Linked DNA regions of Mus musculus: regions 1, 2, 3, 4 and 6 are each linked to region 5. Evidence: chromatin contacts called from public ChIA-PET and HiChIP or PLAC-seq data. All regions are on one chromosome and are shown on one strand. The core of a region is the stretch at or near the end of the contact, and the rest is flanking DNA. Distances in the headings are between cores, read along the strand shown.

The links. ChIA-PET counts read pairs in DNA pulled down with a chosen protein or histone mark. HiChIP or PLAC-seq counts read pairs in DNA pulled down with a chosen protein or histone mark.
Region 1: a contact with region 5 is called in an H3K27ac HiChIP or PLAC-seq map of extraembryonic endoderm stem cells. The contact joins the enhancer-like site here to the promoter of Zfp652os in region 5. A contact is called at or near these places in 4 of 39 promoter capture datasets (3T3-L1-derived adipocytes, the HPC-7 cell line and pre-B cells), 1 of 484 Hi-C or Micro-C datasets (embryonic stem cells) and 6 of 115 datasets of contacts at active chromatin or transcription factors (astrocytes, embryonic stem cells, extraembryonic endoderm stem cells and 3 more).
Region 2: a contact with region 5 is called in a FOXA1 HiChIP or PLAC-seq map of pancreatic cancer cells. The contact joins the promoter of Ttll6 here to the promoter of Zfp652os in region 5. A contact is called at or near these places in 6 of 39 promoter capture datasets (the 3T3-L1 cell line, 3T3-L1-derived adipocytes, cranial neural crest and 3 more) and 2 of 115 datasets of contacts at active chromatin or transcription factors (extraembryonic endoderm stem cells and pancreatic cancer cells).
Region 3: a contact with region 5 is called in an RNA polymerase II ChIA-PET map of memory CD8 T cells, with 23 read pairs. The contact joins the enhancer-like site here to the promoter of Zfp652os in region 5. A contact is called at or near these places in 7 of 39 promoter capture datasets (3T3-L1-derived adipocytes, cranial neural crest, embryonic stem cells and 3 more) and 1 of 115 datasets of contacts at active chromatin or transcription factors (memory CD8 T cells).
Region 4: an RNA polymerase II ChIA-PET map of effector CD8 T cells shows a contact between it and region 5, with 16 read pairs. The contact joins the promoter of Slc35b1 here to the promoter of Zfp652os in region 5. A contact is called at or near these places in 2 of 39 promoter capture datasets (hippocampal neurons and maxillary cranial neural crest), 1 of 15 datasets of contacts at CTCF or cohesin (the NIH/3T3 cell line), 1 of 484 Hi-C or Micro-C datasets (embryonic stem cells), 5 of 115 datasets of contacts at active chromatin or transcription factors (astrocytes, effector CD8 T cells, embryonic stem cells and 1 more) and 2 of 9 other capture datasets (adipose tissue and embryonic stem cells).
Region 6: an H3K27ac HiChIP or PLAC-seq map of extraembryonic endoderm stem cells shows a contact between it and region 5. The contact joins the promoter of Igf2bp1 here to the promoter of Zfp652os in region 5. A contact is called at or near these places in 2 of 39 promoter capture datasets (3T3-L1-derived adipocytes and fetal liver), 1 of 15 datasets of contacts at CTCF or cohesin (the NIH/3T3 cell line), 3 of 484 Hi-C or Micro-C datasets (the G1E-ER4 cell line and embryonic stem cells) and 10 of 115 datasets of contacts at active chromatin or transcription factors (astrocytes, embryonic stem cells, extraembryonic endoderm stem cells and 4 more).

Annotation. Positions count from the first base shown.
Region 1 is chr11:95,980,788-95,984,125 of GRCm38.p6, reverse strand. All of the region lies in intron 2 of Igf2bp1 (insulin-like growth factor 2 mRNA binding protein 1), which reads left to right. Among named protein-coding and RNA genes, the nearest start is that of Mir3063, 19 kb to the right of the region's middle. Within about 2 kb of position 1,440, at least 105 of the 459 cell types and tissues checked have an H3K27ac peak or open chromatin away from gene starts, as enhancers often do. A contact at or near this core is called in embryonic stem cells, extraembryonic endoderm stem cells and pancreatic cancer cells, where this site is marked.
Region 2 is chr11:96,132,086-96,135,755 of GRCm38.p6, reverse strand. It overlaps Ttll6 (tubulin tyrosine ligase-like family, member 6), which reads right to left and starts at 1,970. Exons shown (of 15, transcript NM_172799.4): 1 at 1,795-1,970; 2 at 848-885; 3 at 153-271; 4 at 1-31. The coding sequence starts at 1,970.
Region 3 is chr11:95,355,544-95,358,850 of GRCm38.p6, reverse strand. The region is part of intron 1 of Fam117a (family with sequence similarity 117, member A); the gene reads right to left. Among named protein-coding and RNA genes, the nearest start is that of Fam117a, 20 kb to the right of the region's middle. Within about 2 kb of position 1,965, at least 145 of the 459 cell types and tissues checked have an H3K27ac peak or open chromatin away from gene starts, as enhancers often do. A contact at or near this core is called in hippocampal neurons, liver and memory CD8 T cells, where this site is marked.
Region 4 is chr11:95,382,851-95,386,421 of GRCm38.p6, reverse strand. Slc35b1 (solute carrier family 35, member B1) reads right to left here and starts at 1,566. Exons shown (of 9, transcript NM_016752.3): 1 at 1,309-1,566; 2 at 518-621. The coding sequence starts at 1,412.
Region 5 is chr11:95,711,191-95,714,901 of GRCm38.p6, reverse strand. Zfp652os (zinc finger protein 652, opposite strand) reads left to right here and starts at 2,148. Exons shown (of 2, transcript NR_045780.1): 1 at 2,148-2,274.
Region 6 is chr11:96,004,535-96,007,798 of GRCm38.p6, reverse strand. It overlaps Igf2bp1 (insulin-like growth factor 2 mRNA binding protein 1), which reads left to right and starts at 1,855. Exons shown (of 15, transcript NM_009951.4): 1 at 1,855-2,340. The coding sequence starts at 2,166.

The DNA.
Region 1 (3,338 bases), core at 191-2,690, 270 kb before region 5:
TTTGGTTCTACTCCTGGCTTTGGCGTTCAGTGATTATGAAATGCAGACAGGATACTCATGGCGTATTTTAATCTCGGCCCTGGGCTGTCAAACAAAGCCGCCGGTAGCACATTTCTATAAAATGAACACAGTTCTATAAAATGGACCCGGGAGAGATACTCCTAATCCCAAGCACCCCCATGTGTGTATACGATGTGATGGGTGTATGGCGGTGTGATGGGTGTATGGCGGTGTGATGGGTGTATGGCGTTGTTCTTTTGTCTCTCTGCCTCTTTAAATCTCTCCTGGCATATTTCCCCTGCTTGGCCTCCCTGTCCTCACATCCCCAGGTGTCCTCACATCCCCAGGTGAATTTCCTGGTTAGCAGGAGTCTGTTGAGCTGCCCTCCAGGCTGGATCTCTGAGGGTCAGAGCGAGCAGAGAACAGGGGAAAGCTGTTTGCACTTAGGAACCATTTTGGCTGTTCTAACCATTGCCTTTAATGGCCACTGCTGGCGGCGCTATAGCTGCTAGAGGGTCAGGGCAGCTGGTTCTCTCTCCTTGCTGGAGCTGGGCTTGGCCCTCCCGGCACTAAGAGTGCTTAGGTGTGGTGCCCTTTTACCTATAGGACATAACCACTACTCAGCCTGGCCTTGGTAGACCCGGGTTTATTGGAGCAGGGTCAATGTAGCAGAGATGGAGGAGTGGAAGACTTTCTTTCTCTGTCATTGTGAACACATTTATTTAGATTCAGCAATGACTGTCACCGCCCCTTCCACTCTACCTCCAGGTCTCCTTTAGAATACTGTCAGGGGCTTGCTGGACTTAGCTCCCACCAGGAGAAACCCCTGGGAAGTGTGAGTTGTGCTCCCACTCATCAGGAGCTCTAAGCCAGCTCAACCTTCCTCACGCTGGGACCTTTAATACAGGTCCTAAGGTTGTGCTGACCTCCAACCACAACATTATTTTTGTTGCTACTTCGTAGCTAGTTTTGCTACAGTTATGAACCGTAATGTTCTGTCCTGATATCAGCTCCTAGGCGACCCCTGTGAAAGGGTAGGTAAGTAAGTAGGGTCTGTGGATCCCCAAAGAGTTGTAAGCCACAGATTTAGAGCCACTGTAAGCCCTCAGCACACCAGCCTAACGCAGCCAACTCTGGGCCTCTCATAGGTGGGATGAGTAAGTTATCCAAAGGGGTTGTAATGTAAGCAAGGGAATTTAGGTTACAGGTCCCAGCAGTGCCCTGTGCGGTTTGGGCCTGAAAGGAATTAGGTAGCACCAGGCTCAGTGGAAAGCCAGGCTTAGAAGACAAAGGTCCTCTTCCAGGCTATCCCCTTGGGTTTTAATCAGGGCTGGGGGCTTTGCTGAGAAGGAAGTCTGGGAGGAGCCTAGAGTGGGTTCCCAGGATGGGGTGTGTATGCCCTAGAGGGTGAGGGAGGGCTGCTGGGATGTCTTTCTTTCATTGGTTGGGTAGACCTGCCCTCCTCCCCCTCCCGCTCCTGGAACATTCCAGACATTCCAGCCAATCTGCCTGCCATTGCTTTCTGGATATGGATTAACAAACATCCTTGCAGAGATTAGATTTCACTGCTACCACCCTGCTCCTGCCATACTGAATAGAAGGCCCCAAATCAGAGTTTGGACAGGCAAGTCTTGGCCTTTGACCTGGGATTGCACTAATGGGTTCTTTCAAACTAGGCTCCTGTTCTGGGGTTGCTGTATGCCTTGTTTCTTCCTAGGCAGGCTGCCTTCATCTCCCCTCTATCCAGAAGGACTTCCTGGGGGGAGGTGTCCGGGGCTGGGCACTGTTCATTTTCTCCCAGATTCTTCACCCATCTGAACATACTCGGTGTATCTATTTGGTTAGCAAAGGTGTTTTGTGAGAAACCCTTACCAGGGAGATCCAAAGCTGCCTTTTGGCCAGTCCTTGGATCTGGTACCTGGTGGAATGGGGTCTAAGGACTCAGCAATGGGCTTGTTGGCTTCCCGTGTGTGTCTGACACAGAGCACGCCTCACGCCGCTGGACCGGGTGTTGACTTTGTGGTTCTCCTGCCAGTACTGTGGGTGCTGGGATTACAGAGGGTCGACAGGCTTATCTATCCGTGCAGTCCTGGGACTTGAGCGCAGGACTTTGTGTCTGCTAGACAAATGCTGTACTCGTGGAGTTATGTCTGTCTGTCTTCCCCTCCTCTTCTATCACTGCAACGCCACCTTCCGACTGGCCTACTGTTCTATAGACTGGCCTGTGCGTGCATCAGTCCTGCTTTAGCCTGGAATCATGGCTCAAGCCTCCAGACTCAGCTGACTGTTTCCAATCCTCACTGTATCTACTCTAACTTTGTTAGGTCAAGTTCACAAACCACCAAGGTTTTCCTTCAAACAGATCCACCTTTCCTTTAGCTTTTTATTATTTCTTTTTCAAGATAGGATTTCTCTGTATAACCTTTGCTATCCTGGGACTCATTGTGTAAACCAGGCTGGCCTCGAACTCAGAGATCTGCCTGCCCCTGCCTCTTGAGTGCTGAGTTTGAGGAGGAAGAGGTTGGGTTTGGGTCAGGGGTGACATAGCTAAAGGAGCCGGGGACACCACTGCTCCACTCTTTTAGCTATGTCATTCCCAGATTTTCCCTGCTGTAGCTTGTCAACAAGGAGTTGTCGCTCTCAGAATTTCAGACTCAGTGGATCACAGAGACCCTTCTATTTTACACTAGACCCTGCTTTGGTAGGGACTGCCTAGGACAACTAAGGCCAACACACCCACTGTTAGGGCCTTGCATTCCTTTTTGCTTGCCCCACCCCACAGCTTGATGCCAGCTCTTCTGGTAGCCCACTGAGCATACGTGACTCAGCATTCTCTCACCTTGGGTACACTACACCGGTATTTTGCCTTCCTGTATGCCTGTGTGCCTTGTGCATGCAGTGCCTGTAGGGGCCAGAAGAGGGCATCTGATCCCCCTCATTATAGAAGGTTGTAACTCATCCTGGGCCTGGTGGCAATTAAATCCTGCTCCTCTAGAAGAGCTCCCAGTACTCTAAACCGCTGAGCCATCTCTCCAACGCCCTGGATCTCCGCCCTGGATCTCGTCTTTGAACTAAAGGTTTGTACGGGATCAAAGACACACAGAGATCTAAATGACAATTGACTAACCCATCAAGTCAATCTAAATGTCTTAAGCTCAGAGATTAAGGTATTGATTTGGGTGGTGAGCAGACTCTCTGGGTCACTCTGGACCTTAGCCTTGAACCTGCATTCCTCAAGGGAAATCAGTTTTTTCAGAGCCATTTGAAAGCTGGGATGGAGTAAGTATAGTATAGTCACCTGGGAGAAAAAAGGTGGTCCTGATGCTGCGCTGTGTGTT
Region 2 (3,670 bases), core at 721-3,220, 420 kb before region 5:
TCTCACTCATCCCAGGAAAATGATTGATTTTCTGCAAAGGGAGACGGAATTCATAAGCGATTCCGGCTGAGATTCAAAGCAGGGCTAGGGGAGCCAGCGAGACAAACGGGGCTGCCACTGGCCAGATGCCACAGGTCCAGGGAGGGACGTACCTGGTAGCTCTTCATTTCCATCACTCGCTCCAGTGACACTGAGTAGTCGGTCCAATAGAGAGTCCAGTCATCATTGTCACCCGCCTCTCGAAGGCCATATTGCTGGGCGGCCCTGCGCACTGTGAAGGAGTTGAAGAAAAAAAAAAGTCTGGCAAGGGACAGAAGCAGGAAAGAGCTCTGTGCTGGGAGGTCCCTTTCTCACATATTGAAATTAGAGAGCTGGCTCCTTGGGACTGGAATGTCTTTGTAGATGGAGCAAAGAGTGTGGGGAATAGTGTTATTGAAGGGTACATCTGAGGCTACATGGGGTGAGTGTTAGACTCACCCTGGCTTCCCTTTCCCAGGAAAGAGTCCTCTAGCTTGTCTCCAAACATTAAACCCTGGATGCAAACTAATCCTTAACCATAACCAGGCTTAATCAGTGAGATAAACTAGTACAGAGGCAGGTGGGGGTCTGGGGGTGGGCAGCATTTGACATAGTTGAGTCTTGAGCTAGCCTGAGCTACACAGTGAAGCCCTGTCAACAAACATGTACGTAAATACGCAAGACTATGGGCTGTGCACAATGCCCCTGTGATTTTCAGGAGACTTCCAAGCATTCTGAGACCCTGTTTATCACCCTCGGGCATGCCCAGGACTGGCCCCTTCCCCACCCTTCAGTCTCCATCACAGACCCCTTGAACAGAGATACTTACCGCTGTCATACCGGCAGTTAGATAGATTGATCACCAATCATCTGGAAAAGAGAAAAGGGCAGACAGCAAGACACAGACAGATACCCAGGCCAGAACACAGGGCTGGGGCCAGACACATGTGTCCCAGTGGCCACACCAAGCCATGCACCTCACAGTTCCGTTACTCCATGTGTTACAATTGCCTTTGCTTGCGATTTTGTGTTAACACCATTGCCTCAACCCCCTTTTTAATTTTGTCAGTGATGGGACTTGAACCCAGGGCCTCCTGCCTGAAAGTGAGGCACTAGACACTAGGCTACACTCCCAGTGGTCCCTGTACTTTTACACCATCAGCCCATTGGGGACAGAAATTTTATTTTATTTATTTATTTTGGGGTTTGTTTGCTTGTTTGAGAAATTTTAAAAGGCACATATTTTTTACTAAAATATTGTCTCCCCCTTTCCACTAAGGGAAGCCATTTAGAAGATAGACAATACTCTCTTACAAGGCAAAGCAGAGTATTAACCCAGAAACGGAATGCGCAAGCTGCAGCTGCCAGCCGCCGGGGCTGGCAAGTCACTGTGGTCCTGTTACACTGCAAGTATGTGAAATTCCCAGGACACACGGGAGCTTGCGCTTAGGAAGGGAAATTTTTTCCTTGCTCCTTCAGCAAGGAGCTCCCTCTCCACCCAGTCTTTAAAAGGCATTGCAAACACAAATAGAAGGAAAAGTACAAGGTGTGATTCGAGGTTATGCACACTATTATGGGATGCCATAAAACAGAACACTGAAATTGGTGTGAGCCAGAGGAGACAAGCCCTGTGTCCCCTTTTCCTCTCATCAGCCAAGACCTTCTTCCCTTGGGCCCTTCCTGCTCTTATCAACACCGACACCACACACACACACACACACACACACACACACACACACACACACGCCCCGAAACTCCTCGTTTTTCAATACTAACCTTTTTTTCTTCCTCTTTTTCTTACCATGCTGCTGTGCGTTCTGGAGCCTCTTTTGTGTGTTCTCTCTCACAAAAGCCAGGGTGACAAATTCTTTTAGCTCCTCCAGATCTTCTGTGGAACTCTCCTCCCTCTCTTCAGCCCCTTCCTCACTTTCCGAAGTCAGGCACTGTAGCATCTTCCTAGCCCTGGAGGAGGCTCTGGGGAAACATCAGTCCTCCCTGGAGAGAAGGCAGAGCGATCAGCAGTTGTGTGGGTCCACCTGAAGGGGGCGCTCCTCCCTTGCTCATGTCCGTTCCCAAACAACTGGTTGTAGTTTATAAAAAATGCTCCCCGCTCCAAATGCGCGCTTGGTGCACGCTCAGGGAGAGAGCTAGTTCCACCTTTGGCAAAGACTCTGACCTTGGGGACTCACCTAGCCAACCCTAGCTTTGGTTTTGGCCATCTGGGGTTTTCTGAAAGAGGCCGAGCTGCTGCTATGCGCTGTACCACCTGGTAAACAATCTTATTATTAAAGTCAGAGTGCGCCTGGAGACAGCCTCAGAACTCAGCTTCAAGCCTTTCTATCTGAGGGACTGAGTCCCGAGGGGGCAGTGGAGGTGGGCTGAGTTCTGTTAACCCTTACAGTGCTGCATTCGACTTCCCACAAGGCAAGATGCAGGCACGAATAAGATGCACAGGCGGCTGTGAATCAACAGATGTCCGTTCCCAACAATACTGAGAATGGAACTAAGAGCTTCTGGAAAACTAGTACTCTTAACTGCTGAGATCTCTCTCTCTCTCTCTCTCTCATTCTCTCTCTCTCTCTCTCTCTCTCTCTCTTTCTCTCTCTCTCTCTCTCTGTCACACCACACACACACACACACACACACACACACACACACACACAGCGTTCTGCCTTCACAGTTCTTTAGGAGTACAGTCTCTGCCTCTGCCTCTGCCTCTCTGCCTCTGCCTCTTCCTCTCTGCCTCTGCCTCTCTGCCTCTGCCTCTGCCTCTGCCTCTGCCTCTCTGCCTCTCTGCCTCTGCCTCTGCCCCATCTGCCTCTGCCTCTCTGCCTCTGCCTCTGCCTCTGCCTCTGCCTCTGCCTCTGCCTCAGCCTCTGCCTCTGCCTCTGCCTAACCCAGATTTTCCTGGCCCCGTTCAGATCACAGCCCTCACACCAAGGCTCATATGGCCATAAGGCCCATTTCACAAGGCTCCCACCTCCTCCCTTCTCCTCCCCACCAACCTCCACGCCTTTAATGCCCACACTCCAGCCTCTCTCTCCTTTAGTGCCCACAGGCCTCTCTCCTTTAGTGCCCACATGCCAGCCTCTCTCTCTCCTTTAGTGTCCACAGGCCTTTTGCCATCTACTTGCCTGCCCTGCTCATACACATCCTTTGGATCAAAGCTTTTAAAAATGAATATCTTTATCTTTCAGTTTATTGCTGAAATCATGTTAAATAAAGGAGGCCTTAAAGCTGGGAGGGCAGACATCACCTGTGGCTCACCTACTCTACCAAAGCATCTTTGCCTTGGCTGTGAATTCTTAAATTCTAATTGTAATTATTCTGACATCATTTTAACCATCTTGGCACCTTCTTTCTGCCCACATAATATATCATAAAGGCGCGTTTGCATGTCCCTAGGTATATTTTTGTTCTCTCTGTCTGTGTGTGTGTGTGTGTGTGTGTGTGTGTGTTAGCGGACAACAAACCTGTGGGGGTTGGTTCCCCTATTATGTGGGTTCTGGGATCAACCTCAGGTAGGTAGTCAGGCTTGTTGTGAAACACACTTACCTACTGAGCCACATCAATGGCCAGCTGGTTCCTGGTTTTTAATGGCTAGGAAACATTCCATAGAACCAACCCTTGCCTTATTGCTGGTCATATAAGT
Region 3 (3,307 bases), core at 716-3,215, 360 kb after region 5:
TAGCTGGGGTCCGATTTCCACAACAGGGAACTGAATGGTATTTCACTCACAGTACTGACAGACAGGTTCCAGGAAATACGCAAAATCCTGGAATCGGTAAGAGACCCAACCACTATTCCCCTTGATACCTCATTCTACTCAGCTGCCTCGGATCAAAACTGATCACAAAAGCTGTGTGACCTGTTCCTCCATATATACATAAACATAACAGAAATGGGAAAAAAGGAAAAAAAAATTAAAGGAAAAAAAGCTAGAAACGGAGGGAAGGAGAGAATGGAATGAGGAAGGGCTGCGCTGCCTCCCTTGCTGGCAGACAGACCTGCAAAGACCTTGCTCAGCCCACCTGCAGGTCCCACCTGCTTCCCCACCCCTGCAGATGAGGTCACAGCTGGGCTCCAGCCTTATCTCCACAGCGGCCACATCCCAGTGCTGGCTCAGCTCCTAGCTAGCCACAAGGTAGAATTACCTCCTGTCTCAGAGCCCTTAGCAAGGCTCCATGGCCCCTCCCAAATCCCCAAATTCTTGGCATGTCCCAACCCCTCTGAGGAGACTAAAATGCCATGTTTCTCTCCTGCCTAGAAAATAAAGGAGAGGGCACTTCTAAAAAGATTAGGTTTTCGACTAGGGAAAAAACAAAAACAAAAACAAACTAACCTACTGCATCCCCCAAAATGGTTTGGCAAGCACCTGTTGTTTTAGGCACCAAAACTGAGTGGGAGCTGCTAACCCAAGGCATCAATTTCCCCTAAGGACAAACCAAAGCCAAAACCAGATAGCGATGCTATCCTGTGCCATCCTTAAAGAGGCTGCAGACTAGCAGGCACAGTGCTGATACCTAGGAGGGGCTATCCAAACAGCATAGGTCTGACAGTCCTATCCTCACTGCAGTGTGACTGCAGCCAACACTACCATCTTCACGGATCTGCCTTCCCTCTGCCAGCAGGGCCCAATCTGGTCCACCTTGCCTCCTAGGGATTCTGAAGAGAAAAGAAATGCAAATATGCTTTTATTCCCGAGGAAGATACAGGGAAGGAGGTGGAGAAAGAGACGACTACTGAGAAGTCTGTTGCAAGAAGGTTCTACAGGTGTATCACAGGCCTGGGGATTGAACCTAGGGCCTCACACACACCAGGCAAGCACTCTACTCCTGAGCTATGGCCCCAGCCCTCTCTTTACTTTTTATTTTGGGACAGGGTCTCCCTACCTTGCCCAGGGTATTCTTGAATTCAATCTTTAGTCTAGGGAAGCCTTGCCTTTCCATTTCTTCTGCCCTAGCCTCCTCAGTAGTTGTGATTACAGGCCTGTCCACCAGGCCTGGCAAGGTACTTGAATTTACTGTATATTCACTGTCCTTTACTAGGGACAGCCTACTGCTCTCCTGGATACTGTCTGTCTGAGAGAAGTGTGCGGAAAGGAGTAGGCAAGGGATACGTGCCTGTAGTCCCAGCACATGGAAGGCAGAGGCATTAGGAACAGGAGTTCCAGGCCAGCCTTGGCTACAGGGTGATCCCTTGTCTCAAACAAACAAAAGTCAATAAAGCTTCTTAGAGACTTGGGCATTGGCAGCTGTTGATGAGCAAGGGCTTAAGCTCCGCGGCTCACAAGCATCCCCTAGCAGACCCACAAGTGAGGGGGAAGTGGGTGCTTATGGGCATACCGGAAAGATGTGGGGAATGGGCGCTGTCCTGCACTCGTGTGATTACAGCTAAAGGATAGGAAGTGTTGAGAAGTCAAAACGGTTGCTTGTGGCTGAAAGATGAACTGGTTTTATTTCTGGAAAGCGCCCCTCTCAGATTTGGGAACCTGGGAGAGAAACAGAACAATCGGCTCCTGTATCAGAGAAGACAAGCCAGTATCATGACAGGCAATGACAAAGCAGCCAGCACTGGGGCATGGGCTGGGTGTCTGCAGGAGGGTGGGGTGTCCTGTTTACAGCACCATGGGGTATTATCGGCCCATCGCATGCAGCAGCCTCCACAGCTCAGCCACCTGGCGAGGCACCCTGGCACCAGGCCAGACCATTTCACCACACAGCTGAGCAGTGGCGGATGCTTTGGTTCTTGGGCAACAGCAAATGGAGAAAACAAAACAAAACAGCACCTACTAGATAAGAAGCCTTAGGTGCTATCTTCCAGAGCCACTTGGCCCTGTCTCCCAACTGCTACACTTGTTATGGCTCCAGGGAGAGGGGCTAAGAGAGGAGAGGCCCAGCAGTCAGGTGGTGTCAACGGAGCCAACTGCACACACGGCAGATAACGCCTTTGGTAAGTAGGTATGAGTGCCCACTGAGCATCAACGCGCTGATAGTCTCTGCTGATGGGAGAGGAGTAAGACAAGAAGCTACTGGCAGGGGAGTAGAGGGGAGAGCTGATGCCACTGCTCCATCAATGCCAGCTATCTGACACCAGGCACACTGGCAGGGGATACCCACACCCACCCCCAGCAAAGGTGCTTTCAGAAGGGCCACCAGTTCGTCTCTGCCTCCCCCTAAGACCTCTCCTTTGAAATCAACTCAAGCCTAACCCTGGCATAGGAACTCGAAGGAGAGGTGAGAGTCCTCAGGATGAAGACTATAGATAATGTAGGGCGTGAGACATCTCTGGTTCTTCTCAGCTTGGCCAGGGGAGAGAGCAATCAGCTCAGACCCAAGCCTTCGGGTTGGGCACCTGGAGGGACAAGTTCATCGTTTCGCTGTCTTGCAGGCCAGGTAGGAGGGAGGAACCTGGGATGGGAAGATGCTCTTAATCCCACCGACAGCATGTGCCTAGCCTTCCTAGTACATCTCCAAAATGGAGACATAATTTTACACCCAGCAAAAAACTCAACAACTAGCTGGTTCAACAAACAAGGCATGAGTCACTTTCTCATGCCATCAGACTTTGAAGCCTTCTCCCATCCCCTCTTTTAAAGAGAAAATAGCCCTCATGACAAATATGCTATAGGAAATAAGAACATCCAGCTGAGGGAACACAAAGCCAAAAGCTATGCATGCTCACCGCGAAGCAGCACAGCGCTACAAGGATCCTGGTTTCTCTCCATGCTCATAGGCACGCGTCTGTTTCCTTTTGTTCAGTAACCAATGAGCTTCACACAGGGATGAGATGCAGGCAAAGCCAGGGCAGTGTGGAGGGACCCTGAGGGACCCTGGGGGCTCCTACCCTGCCTTGTCCACTTGGGGTGTCCACCTGGAGAACAAAATACAACATTTTCCCCCAAGAACTGATTCGCAGGACGGAGGGGAAGTTCCTGCAAACAGCCTCACAGGGATTGTCTTTCTATTTTTGGACGTGTGCTGGGATTGAACAGT
Region 4 (3,571 bases), core at 317-2,816, 330 kb after region 5:
GGATGGACCACTAAGCAAAAAGTTGAGGCCATAGGAAAGGAACTTGCCTGTCAAGTAAGACCGCTATTTCTATCCTCTTAAGCTGGGAAATCTCTGAAAATTATTCATCGTCCCAGTTCCCCTTAAGCCTAACACAACCACATGCTGAGTGGAGGGAGAGATTCACTGAGTTCAAGAAAGGATGGCTTAACTCTACTGACAGGAACAAAGACATGTTTGAAGCTGACACACAAAGCGAAGTCAAAGGGATAAAGGGGAAAATGTTCTAAGGGCTTTCAATGGGGATTTGGAATATAGACGGCCCAGTCGTCTCCAACTAAAAAGTTGGTATAATTTAGAGGCCTAATATTTTAATCTCATTTCACAGCCATTGGTTTTACAGTCTGTAGAGAAGCTGTTTAAATACTCAAGGGTGTGGAGGTAGGGAAAACTTTGATTTTTAAAGATGAATCCACGTCTATGCCCAGAATATGGGAGGAAGGAGAGTGAGCCCAACAAATTACTATGAGGTACTCACAGATCTTGGCAAACATAGCATTGATCACACACTGGATGAAAACCAAAGTTAAGGCAAAGGTGAATGTCTCCTGTTTGGGTCCTTCTCCATACTTCCCTCTTGTGCTAAGACGAAACACATAAAAAAGCAATTAGTGTGTGCTACTCGGTGGCATCAAGTATGTTCAGATCCACTGAGAGCTTTGGAAGTATCATGCTTTTGTGGGTGTAGTTAGAGTTAGGAAGGATTACTGAGCTCATTTACCCAAAGGAGACGATTTGATTTAAGCCTAAAAACTAAGTCTAAACAGTAGACGCCAACCTACTGCTACCATAGCCTAAGGAAAAAATATCCGTAAAGGACACAGGTAGGAGAAAAAAAAAAAGTCAAGACAGCTGAACAAAAGTATCCCCCGTAGGAGAAAAAAAAAAAAAAAAGGCAAGACCCAGAGCAAGAAGATTAACGGTCTGCAAACACCTCGGGGCTTTCTAAAAATAAAATAAAATAAGACCTGGCTCAGGTCACGGAGCACTCTTGGAATCAACAAAAGTAAAAATATCTAAAGGGAAAAAAAAAATCGCGTTCTAAAACTCCAGAGGCCGGCCCTGAAATTTTAGAATTACAAGGATGCTCAGCTAGCAATGTATAATAGCAGGGTGCAAAAAAAGGTCAGAGGGCCGAGCCGGAGAAGAGAAAACCCTGTACCAGACACAGGAAGCCTGAAGACTAGACCGTAAAATGGATGGTGGAGACTGAATTCCGGCCCTGGCTGGGGGATGCTAGGAGTCCTGCCCCCTCAAGGGTCTGCTCACATCTTCTCCTGCAGGATCCCATAGTAGAAATAGCAGACAAAGACACCCAAGAAGCAGAGCGGCAGGCGCAGCCGATCAGGCACCAGGGATCTACTAGCGGCCATGAGACGCACGGACGAGTCGGCCGAAGATCCGTTCAGAGCAGGTAGCGGTACCGGCGGCGAAGGCGAAAGCTCCAGGCGGACATCGCCGGCCGGCGGCAGGGACCTCATAGGAGCTGCGTGCGACCGCCGGCTCGTAGGCCGGAGCAGCTACCTCCAGATATGCCAGCTCAGAGCTTCCGAGAGGGAAATGCCTCCTGCCCCGGCAGGAGCGTTCTAGGAAAGAAGGAAGGCTTTAAGATCTTGGCTCCATTCCTGGTGGCCAGGAAAGCCAGCCATATCGAGGTTATTGTCTCCTCTTTTAGGTTTTTCCGATCAGGCAACGCCGAGGACATCTACAAGCTGGAGCTCGGTGGGGAGGCCTAGGCGATTACGCGGCGTATAGTGATGACGTATAAGTATGTGGATGTTATCAATTGGCTCCGCAGAGCGAAAATAGACAGATGGGCGGAGAAAGAGGCGGTGAGGCCAGAAGAGAATTAAAGGCTTTTTTTTTTTTTTGCAGTTGGCTGTCAGGCCTCGGCTGGGTCCTAACGCCAAGAACGCTTCATAGAGCCGTAGCGCCCTCTAGCCGCTGCCCAACGTTAGCGACTCCAACCCTGTCTACCCTGTGTTCAAGACCTGGCTAAGAAGTCCAGGTCCTCTTCTTTGGGCAGGGAGCCACCGGGCAGGCTCTGTGATAGGTCAGGGCTCTTATCACTTAGAGGCAGCACATCACGTGTTGCTTAAATTCCGAGCTACAGTTTTCTCGCTCTGCAAACGAGGGGTAATTAGTAATAACCACCCTGTCACTCATTGAACGGTGTGAGGATTAAATGAGCTAAGGTTTACCAAAGTGTTTTATAAACTGTTAAGTGTGCTGTGCAAGTTTGGAGTATTAGTCATCATATTTTCTCAACTCTAATCGTATTTCCTCACCTCTTCGAGGTGAAAAATTCAATTTATTGAAATGCCTTTTAAAAAACAACAAAAGACATAATCACATGTAGCGCAGGCTGTCCTCGAATCTGCTATGTAGAATAATGTTGAATTTACAATCCTTTTCTCTTTACCTCCCTTCCGAGTGTTTTTTTTTTTTTTTTTTTTTTTTTGGTTTTTCGAGACAGGTTTCTCTGTGTAGCCCTGGCTGTCCTGGAACTCACTCTGTAGACCTGGCTGACCTCGAACTCAGAAATCTGCCTGCCTCAGCCTCCCAAGTGCTGGGATTAAAGGAGTGCGCCACCACTGCCTGGCTCCCTTCCAACTTCTTAAGTAAATTTTCTTCAAGACCTTCCAACTCTCCAATGAAGCAACACACACACACACACACACACACCACACCACACCACACCACACCACACCTCTTCCTATTTTTGGTCTCATCCATGGACTTCTCCCTGATTTAACAGTTGGGTCTTCACCTGCTTTGCTAGAATTGCAAAAGCAAGACTTAACACCAGGTCACCAAGTCCCCTACCTAATAACAGTCCCAATTGTCAAGCAGTTGTGGGTCTTGGGTTGCTTTCCTCTAAGCAGGCTTGCTCCTTTGGCACGTCCTCAGGCAAAGGAAGGAAAGGCAGGCAGCACCACACCCATCACTGGGGACCTGACTCACTAAGGCTTTGGGGACAAGCCAGACATCTTTCAAGGCTAGGAGGACTAAGAGAAAATAGGGTCTGTCCCTTTCCTGGTGTCTCCTTCTGGGAGTCACTATACGTTTACTTTCTTGGCCTTTGGTTTATTCTAGTGAATCAGCAGACAGACACTTCCAGGGAACCAAACAGTGAGTCTGGATTCCACTTCTGCCTTTTATTTTCCAACTGGGACCTCAAACAATTCACTTGACCTGGGTTGAGTTTCCCCATGTGTTTTTTATTTTTTTCCAAGACAGGATTTCACTGGCTGTCCTGGAACTCTCTGTAGACAGGCTGGCCTTGAACTCAAGAGCTCCACCTGCCTCTGCCTCCTAAGTGCTGGAATTAAAGATGTGTGCGGTTGCCGCCGCCACCACCTGGCTGAGTCTCCTCAGGTGAGATCAATGGTGATAACCAGCAGGGGGGTTCTTTGGTTAGGAAGCACCAGCTGTGAAGTGGGTCAGGGTGCCAATCCTTACTCCCTGACTTGGTACAGTCTTTTTAGAAAAAGCTGTTTGGATATTCCTTCACTCACAGAATGGTTCTTCT
Region 5 (3,711 bases), core at 899-3,398:
GCTCCCATGCTCTTTATTCCAGGGCCATAGTAGGTCTAATGCCTAAGAGAAACAAAACACAAACTCAAACTGCTTTCACTTTTGCATAACACAGATCTTAACTTGAGGTCCCGGGACCAGCTTCGAGATGATTGTGTAGTTGCATACAAAACCATGTATGTATTTCACTGCAAAGGGCCCTAAGACTTCCACAGCCCTAAAGAAGAGTTTAATTTTGCTGTGAATCTTTTATACTAAAGACAGTATCTATGTGAACACATGTGCACAGTGGTGATTCAAATAAGCAAGCCGTTGACTTAAGGCCACATACCCCACCACAGACCAGCCCCACCGGGGAACATCACCTGCCACATCCGAGCAGATTTCCTTTCCTAAGCAAACATACATGCTGTCAACAAAGCATGTACTGCTCCTTGCCTTTCTCAGAACAACAGGGCCCCGACCATCGTTTGGAAAAAAAGTACATAGACCTTCATCCCAAAAGACTACACTACTTATGCAGGCTATGCCTTGTTATGTTAAACATCGCCGCAACAGCAGCAGCAACAACAGCAACAACAACAACAAAACCGATGAAATTACTGTGTGCAGTAGATATCTAATTAACTGGAGGTGGGAGAGGTCGGGGGAGAACGTCGTTCAGGTGATACTGAGAGCGCGCTGGAAAAGCCATTAAGGGAAACACCATGAAGGTGCTTAAACATGGGTAAGATCCAGGAGGGGAACCAAAGACTGATTGACATCCTGTAGCTTGGTTGTGAAAAAAACATCTTCCTCCAAAGGCACATTCCTTTGATTGGCACAAGCCACTTCTGACAATGGATCCGCAATGACAGGGGCCGTTCCGCAATCAGGAAGTGTGCGAGTGTGCGTGTGCATATATGTGTGTGTGTGTGTGTGTGTGTGTGTGTGTGTGCTCGCGCGTGTTCCTGATGTTGTTGTTGGGGGAGGGATGAGCTAGATGTAATCAAAGACCGGCCCGCTTCAAAGAGGAGCATACAGGATCTTAAATCCTAAAGACTGACTTCGAGGCAAAGCAGAGACATCTATCATTTCTACAATAGTCATCCCTCGACAACGAACATGTTTCATAGAGATGTAACAGGGGTATCCCTCTCTTTGGTGTCTCCGACCTGGGACTCTTTAGTAAAGCCTGATTGGAGGGGTGGACGAAGTGAGGGTGGAGAAAGGTCTGCATCGCCCACTGGGCTGAGTGTGGTGCTGCGGGTGGCGAGTGTACATCACATGCGTGTTATCTCCTGGTGCCACAATACTCTCGAGGGCTGGAGGTTTGGGCGCAACCGCACGGCGGGGGAGGTAGTGGGTGCAAGCCACCAGCTGCAGGGCAAGAGAATGCTCTCCTCAGCCTACTAACCCGTGCACCCCGGCCACCCCGTCAGGCCTCGAGGCGAACCCACTCGCTGCAAAACTGCAGCTAAGCTGGGGAGAGGGGGCGGGGGTACGGAGCCGGCACCCCGGGCCAAGCTGAGAGCGGCAGACGCGCAGCGCCCGGGGCCTGCCCGCCGGATGGGGGCTGCTCCGGCCTAGCGCACGCAGCTGCCTCGGCGCAGGCTCCTCCGGCTCCGCCAGCCCGGCCGGGCGCAGAGGAAACGCGGCTGCCAGGGCGCCGCCGCGGCGGGAGGCGAGAGCGCGGGGAAGGGGCTCCTACTCACCCGGGCCGCCGCCGCCGCCGCCACCGCCACCACCGCCGCTTCGGCGGCCCATCCCCGCGGCGGGGGCCTGTCGCCGCGCCGCGCCGCGTCGCTCCAGTCCCCACCGCCCGCCGTGCCGGCCCCTCCCCCTGCCCAACGTCTGCGCTCTGGGCCGATCCTCAGACCCGGCCTCGGCCGCCGCCGCCGCCGCCGCCGCAGCGCTACGTGGCCGCCGCTCCGACGTCTCGCGACTCCCTTCCGAGCGCGCGAGGCCGAGCGGGGCCGCGGAGCGGGCGGCGCGCGGGGCGGGCGGCGGGGGAGGGGGTGTGCTGTAGGGATGTCGTGCGCGAAGGGGGCAGGGAGGCCGGCGGGAGCGCGCGCGCGCGCACGCCCCTGCACGCGCCCCCCCCTCCCCCCCGCGCGGTCGGGATCCCGACACCTCCCCCCCCTACACACCCCATCCCCGGCTATGGGGGTCGGCGCGCATGCGCGGCCCTCGGCTCGGCCTGGGCGCACCTTTTCTCCCTCCTGCCACAATGTGAGCGCTCAGCCGAGCAGATAACCGCCGGCTGCCTGCTCCACCCCCGGCCCTTGCCCACTCCGCCCACTCCCGAGCGCCCAGGTAAAGTCGTGGGCTGCGCATGCGCGACGCTTAAGGGGGTGGGGGCGTGGTTTTCAAAAGGAAGCCTGAAGGCAGAAGACGAAGTATCTGTGGGCAGGGGGTTTGAGATCCTAAGAAATAAGAAAACGTAAAAGTGCAAAGGGGGGAGAAAGTGGAAAAGTGGGTCAGAGTGAGATTTGGAAGTAGATATCTTTGACTTATGGAATACGGTTCAAAAAGAAAAAAACCCTAATTGCTGGCCACCTTGTTAGTAGAGAGCAGTCAGTGAGTGACAGAAATAGAAGGGGCGACACTTGTAAGAAGTAGCCATCCACCAGACAAATGGGATAGTTGATTACAACTAGGGGGATTTAGAGACCGCCAGTATGGTAAGCAAACAGGATGGACTGCTGGGCTCATCCTGTGGCCAGAAATAGGGAAGTGTGTGCGTGCGTGCGTGTGTCTGTGTGGTCTGTGTGTGTGCGCGCGTGCGCTAGAGTCCCAGAACTGTTGCAAGAAAGGAAGGCTCCATTGGAAGAAGCATGACCACATTATGACTAATTAGCTATTAATCATTAATATAATTAATGGTACTATTAGCTAACAAGGTAGCATTTATCCAAGCTCAGAGCCAAAAGAGAGTGTCTGTAATTGAAAGTGCTTAGTGTACAGGGAGAGGAAATGACTTGGCAAGTGAAGTCTCCATGAAAAAGACCCAAGATGACATCCCTAAGATCAGGATAACCCTTCCCCACCAGAAACCAAACTTCTGAAGGTCTCTACAGCTTGAATGGAGCTCCTAACATTGTTGGTTTTTATTGTTGGGCTCTACTACATTTTTTCTTTCTTTCTTTCTTTCTTTCTTTCTTTCTTTTACATTGTGTGTATGAATGTTTTACCTGGATGTGTGCATGTGCACCTGTGACATTTGATGGATTCCCCTGGAACTGGGGTTATGAGTGGCTTGTAGGACGGGGGGGGGGGGGGCGGCTAGGAATTGAACCCAGGTCCGCTGTAAGAGTAAGAAGAGCTTTTAACTTCTGAGCCATCTCTCCAGCCCTCTTCTTCTAACATTAAGAACATAGGATATTAATGTTCTTCCACAAAAGCTGACCCCCACATCATAGAAACAATTTCCATATAGATGCAGCTAACTTTTTCTCCCAGAACAGCCGGCCATAACCCACTCACCCAAACCTTCGAGGGAATAAAATGACCTGAGTCTGGGACAAAGTTAGGAGCTTGAAGCTTTATAAAGAGCTGACTCTGTCTTTGGCCCCTTCCAAAAACAGGTGTTTGGGTTTTATTGTACTTAGACTCCAGAAGCCAGGAACCAGAGTTGTGGAACTTAGGGCCATGTTTTTCAATAGCGAGCACTTTCAGTAAAGACTAAAATCTATATCACATTGCAACAGGTAGAGAGATCTTCAAGCAGAAGAAGAGAAAATAAGCATGTAT
Region 6 (3,264 bases), core at 606-3,105, 290 kb before region 5:
AATCATCCGGCAGATGGGCGGTGAGCCGAAGTCGGAACTGGCTTATAGACTCTGCAAACGAAAAAAATAACAATAAAAAAATCCAAGCCATTTATATCGGTGCAGTCAACACGTGTTACGGAGGCGGCCCGGGCCGCAGGCGACTGAGACAATGGGATCGGGACGGGGGAAGGGGAGAGTGACCCCCTTCCTCACCTGCCCTCTCAAACGCGTGCCCCGACAACCCTCCTCCCACTTGCAGACTCGAGCGGCTCAAGGACCATCCCTTTTTCTAGGGGTGTTGTCGCCGGCCCCTTCTCCGCGGTGGCCAGGCAGGGGGCTTCTCCAGGGTCTCCGTGCCTCGCTCTCCACCTCCCTCTGGCGTCGATCCAGCCTCAGCCGCTGGAACCTCGGGTGTCCCCCGCGTAGAGCCGGGGATCCCGGTACTGAGTGTGCAACGCGTCCCGCGCTCCGCTGCGCGTCCGGGACTCCCAGCGCGCGGCCCCCTCCCCCACCTCACAGACGGGGTGCGACCGCCCACGTGTCGCCCCTCGCCCAGTCCGGTCTTTCCCTCGGGCTCCCGGAGCCTGAGGATCCGGAACGCGTCGGTCCTAGCGGAGGGAAGGGACCTGGGCGGATCCACTTCCCCCTCCCCACGGGGAGGGGGGAGGGCCGCAGCCCCCTCCCCCGCTGCTCGCTTCCTCAAGCGCGGAGCGGAAATTACCCCCTCCCCGCCCCGGGCTGACCTGGGGACGTGGGCGGGGCCTCTGCACCCCCTCCCCCGGCGGCCTTCCAAAATCCAGCACCCCAAAACTAAGTTCTGAGACCCACAGCCTGCGCATGGACCATCGCTCAGTGCATCGCGGGTAGAGCGGACGCAGGCGGGCGACGCCACCTGTCCGCTCCTTGCGTGGGGAGGGCGAGGGGGACCTCGGAGCTCAACCCGGTCCCTCCCTTCTGAAGCCAACCCCTCCGGTTCGGGGTCGATCGGTGGTGCGACCACCCCTCGTCGTTTTTCCCCCACCCAGTTGATCTTCGAGGATGCTCTCGAGCCGGGTCGTGCAGGCTTTCCCCCAAGGATGCTGGAGTGTTGTCATCCAGCAGCTGGACTGGGTGCAAGCCAGCTTTTCTCCAGTGGGGATCCCGAAACATGATTTCCTGCGGGTCCCTCGTTTTCAGGCGCTGTCTCTCGTGTCCCGTGTCCGCAGCTTCCCGATCCCGCGCTCTCAGGGTCCCCTGAATCAGGACCCGGGAGGCCAGCGAAGTCTAGCGGTGTAGCGGGAAAGACAGTGACCCCCTACTTAGAAACGTAGAGGAAAGGCGTCTTTCCTTTTAAATAACCGGTTCCTGCGACCCCCTCCTGAAGACCCCAGAGTCCTCAGCTTCTCTTTGTCTGTCTCGGCAGTCCCCCGCCTGTCAGTCGCTAGCAGTTTGCCGGGGTGGGGTGGGCAGCCCAGTCTCCACAAAACGAATAAAAAAATTACCGTACATTTTATTCCTAAGAACTGGGGGGATTTGGGTCGCCACCGCCCTCCCCCCGCCACCCCCCCCCCCCGTGCAGGTCGCTGTGGGGGCGGGGCGCCGCTTTAGGGGCCAGGTTCTTGCAAAGGGGGAGGGGGATAGGAGAGCTGGGGGGGGAACTCTGCTTCCACTTTCCTGGTTTACCCGTGGGGTGCGCTGAGTGCCGCCCCCAAGATTGGAGACTGTTGGGTTGGTCCGGGTTGGAGGGCCAAGGGGCCCGGTGGCGTCGGGGGTCTTTCCCTGCAGGGTGGGTGGGGGCTGTCACCACGTGGCTTCGCCTTTTTTTTTTTTCCTGCTCCATTTTTTTTTTTTTTTCAAGTCGATTTTATTTAGAGGCGGCGCCAGGGCGGCCGCGGAGAAACGTGACACACCAGCCCGCTCGCAGGGGTTTCGGACCGAAGGGAAGGAGCCGCGCCGCGTCGTCGTCAGCCTCCCCTGCACTCGGCGGGCACTTCTCCCGGGCTCACCCAAACTCTCCCGTGACCCCCGCGTGCCCTCAGGCCGCCCACCCGCCCGGAGCTCCGGACAACTTCAGGGGTGGGGTGCGTAGAAAGTTTGCGGCTCCCGCCGCCCGTCTCCACGCCTCTCGGCCTAGGAGGCTCTCCGCCCGCGCCCGCCCGGCTCGGCCTTGCCTGGAACCGTGTCCTTGCCCCGCCACCGCCACCATGAACAAGCTTTACATCGGCAACCTCAACGAGAGTGTGACCCCCGCAGACTTGGAGAAAGTATTCGCGGAGCACAAGATCTCCTACAGCGGCCAGTTCTTGGTCAAATCCGGCTACGCCTTCGTGGATTGCCCCGACGAGCACTGGGCGATGAAGGCCATCGAAACTTTCTCGGGTAAGAGCGCGGCCACCTCCCCGGAAAACACACACACACACACACACACACACACACACACGAAATCCCGGAACAACGGGGACCTGCAGCTCCTCTTTTCCTTGCCGGCCAACTCTTCCCGGGTCCGGGAGGGCTCGGCCTCCGTCTTCGGTCCCCAGCCTCGCCCGGCCTCCCTCGACGCCTTCTCCCGGCGCGGAGATATTCGGGATTTCCTCACCCCTTCCCCCAGCCCGAGGCGCTCGTGGCGGCTCCCTACACCCCTCCCCACCGACGGGGCGGGAGCCCCGGTTGGCAACTGGTGGGGGTGGGGGTGGGGGTGTCTCACGAACACTGGGGTTCGGGTATAGGCGTGGTTTCCCCGATTCCCCCCCGCCCCTAGTCAGCCCCCCATGCGCTAGAGCACCCCCAAAGCCCCTGCCCTCCGTCCCGGGCCTTTCCAGGATGGGGGTTCGCGCACCTCAGCTCTTCCCGCTTTAACTAGGGACTAAGCCCTGAGGCAGGACGTGGGAGGAAGGGGCTCCCGCCTCCCGCCCAAGGCCTGGGGCTTGAGCCATTTTGATTTGAAAGTGGGGCGTGAGCCGGGTGGCGCGGCGGCGGTGGCGGTGGCGGCGGCGGGTCGCCATGCTGCTTCCCGAGACGCCGAGGCTGGGCCGAGAGGCGCGCGGCTACCGCGAGGGACCCTCCGCCCCGGGCCGCGCCGCCCCGGGGGCCCTCCGCTAGCCCTGTGGCCCCGACCCGGCCTGGTCGCCTAAGCCCTTCACCGTGGCTCTGCTGGAAAATAAAGTTTTAATTCTCTACTCCCGCCCCACTTCGCGAAACGATCCTGCTTTCGCCTGTCTCCTTCCTTCTACTTCTGGAGCCGCCGAAGCAAGCGCGCTCACACAAACGCTCACACCTTTCCCAAATCTGAGCAGGCTGCTCAAT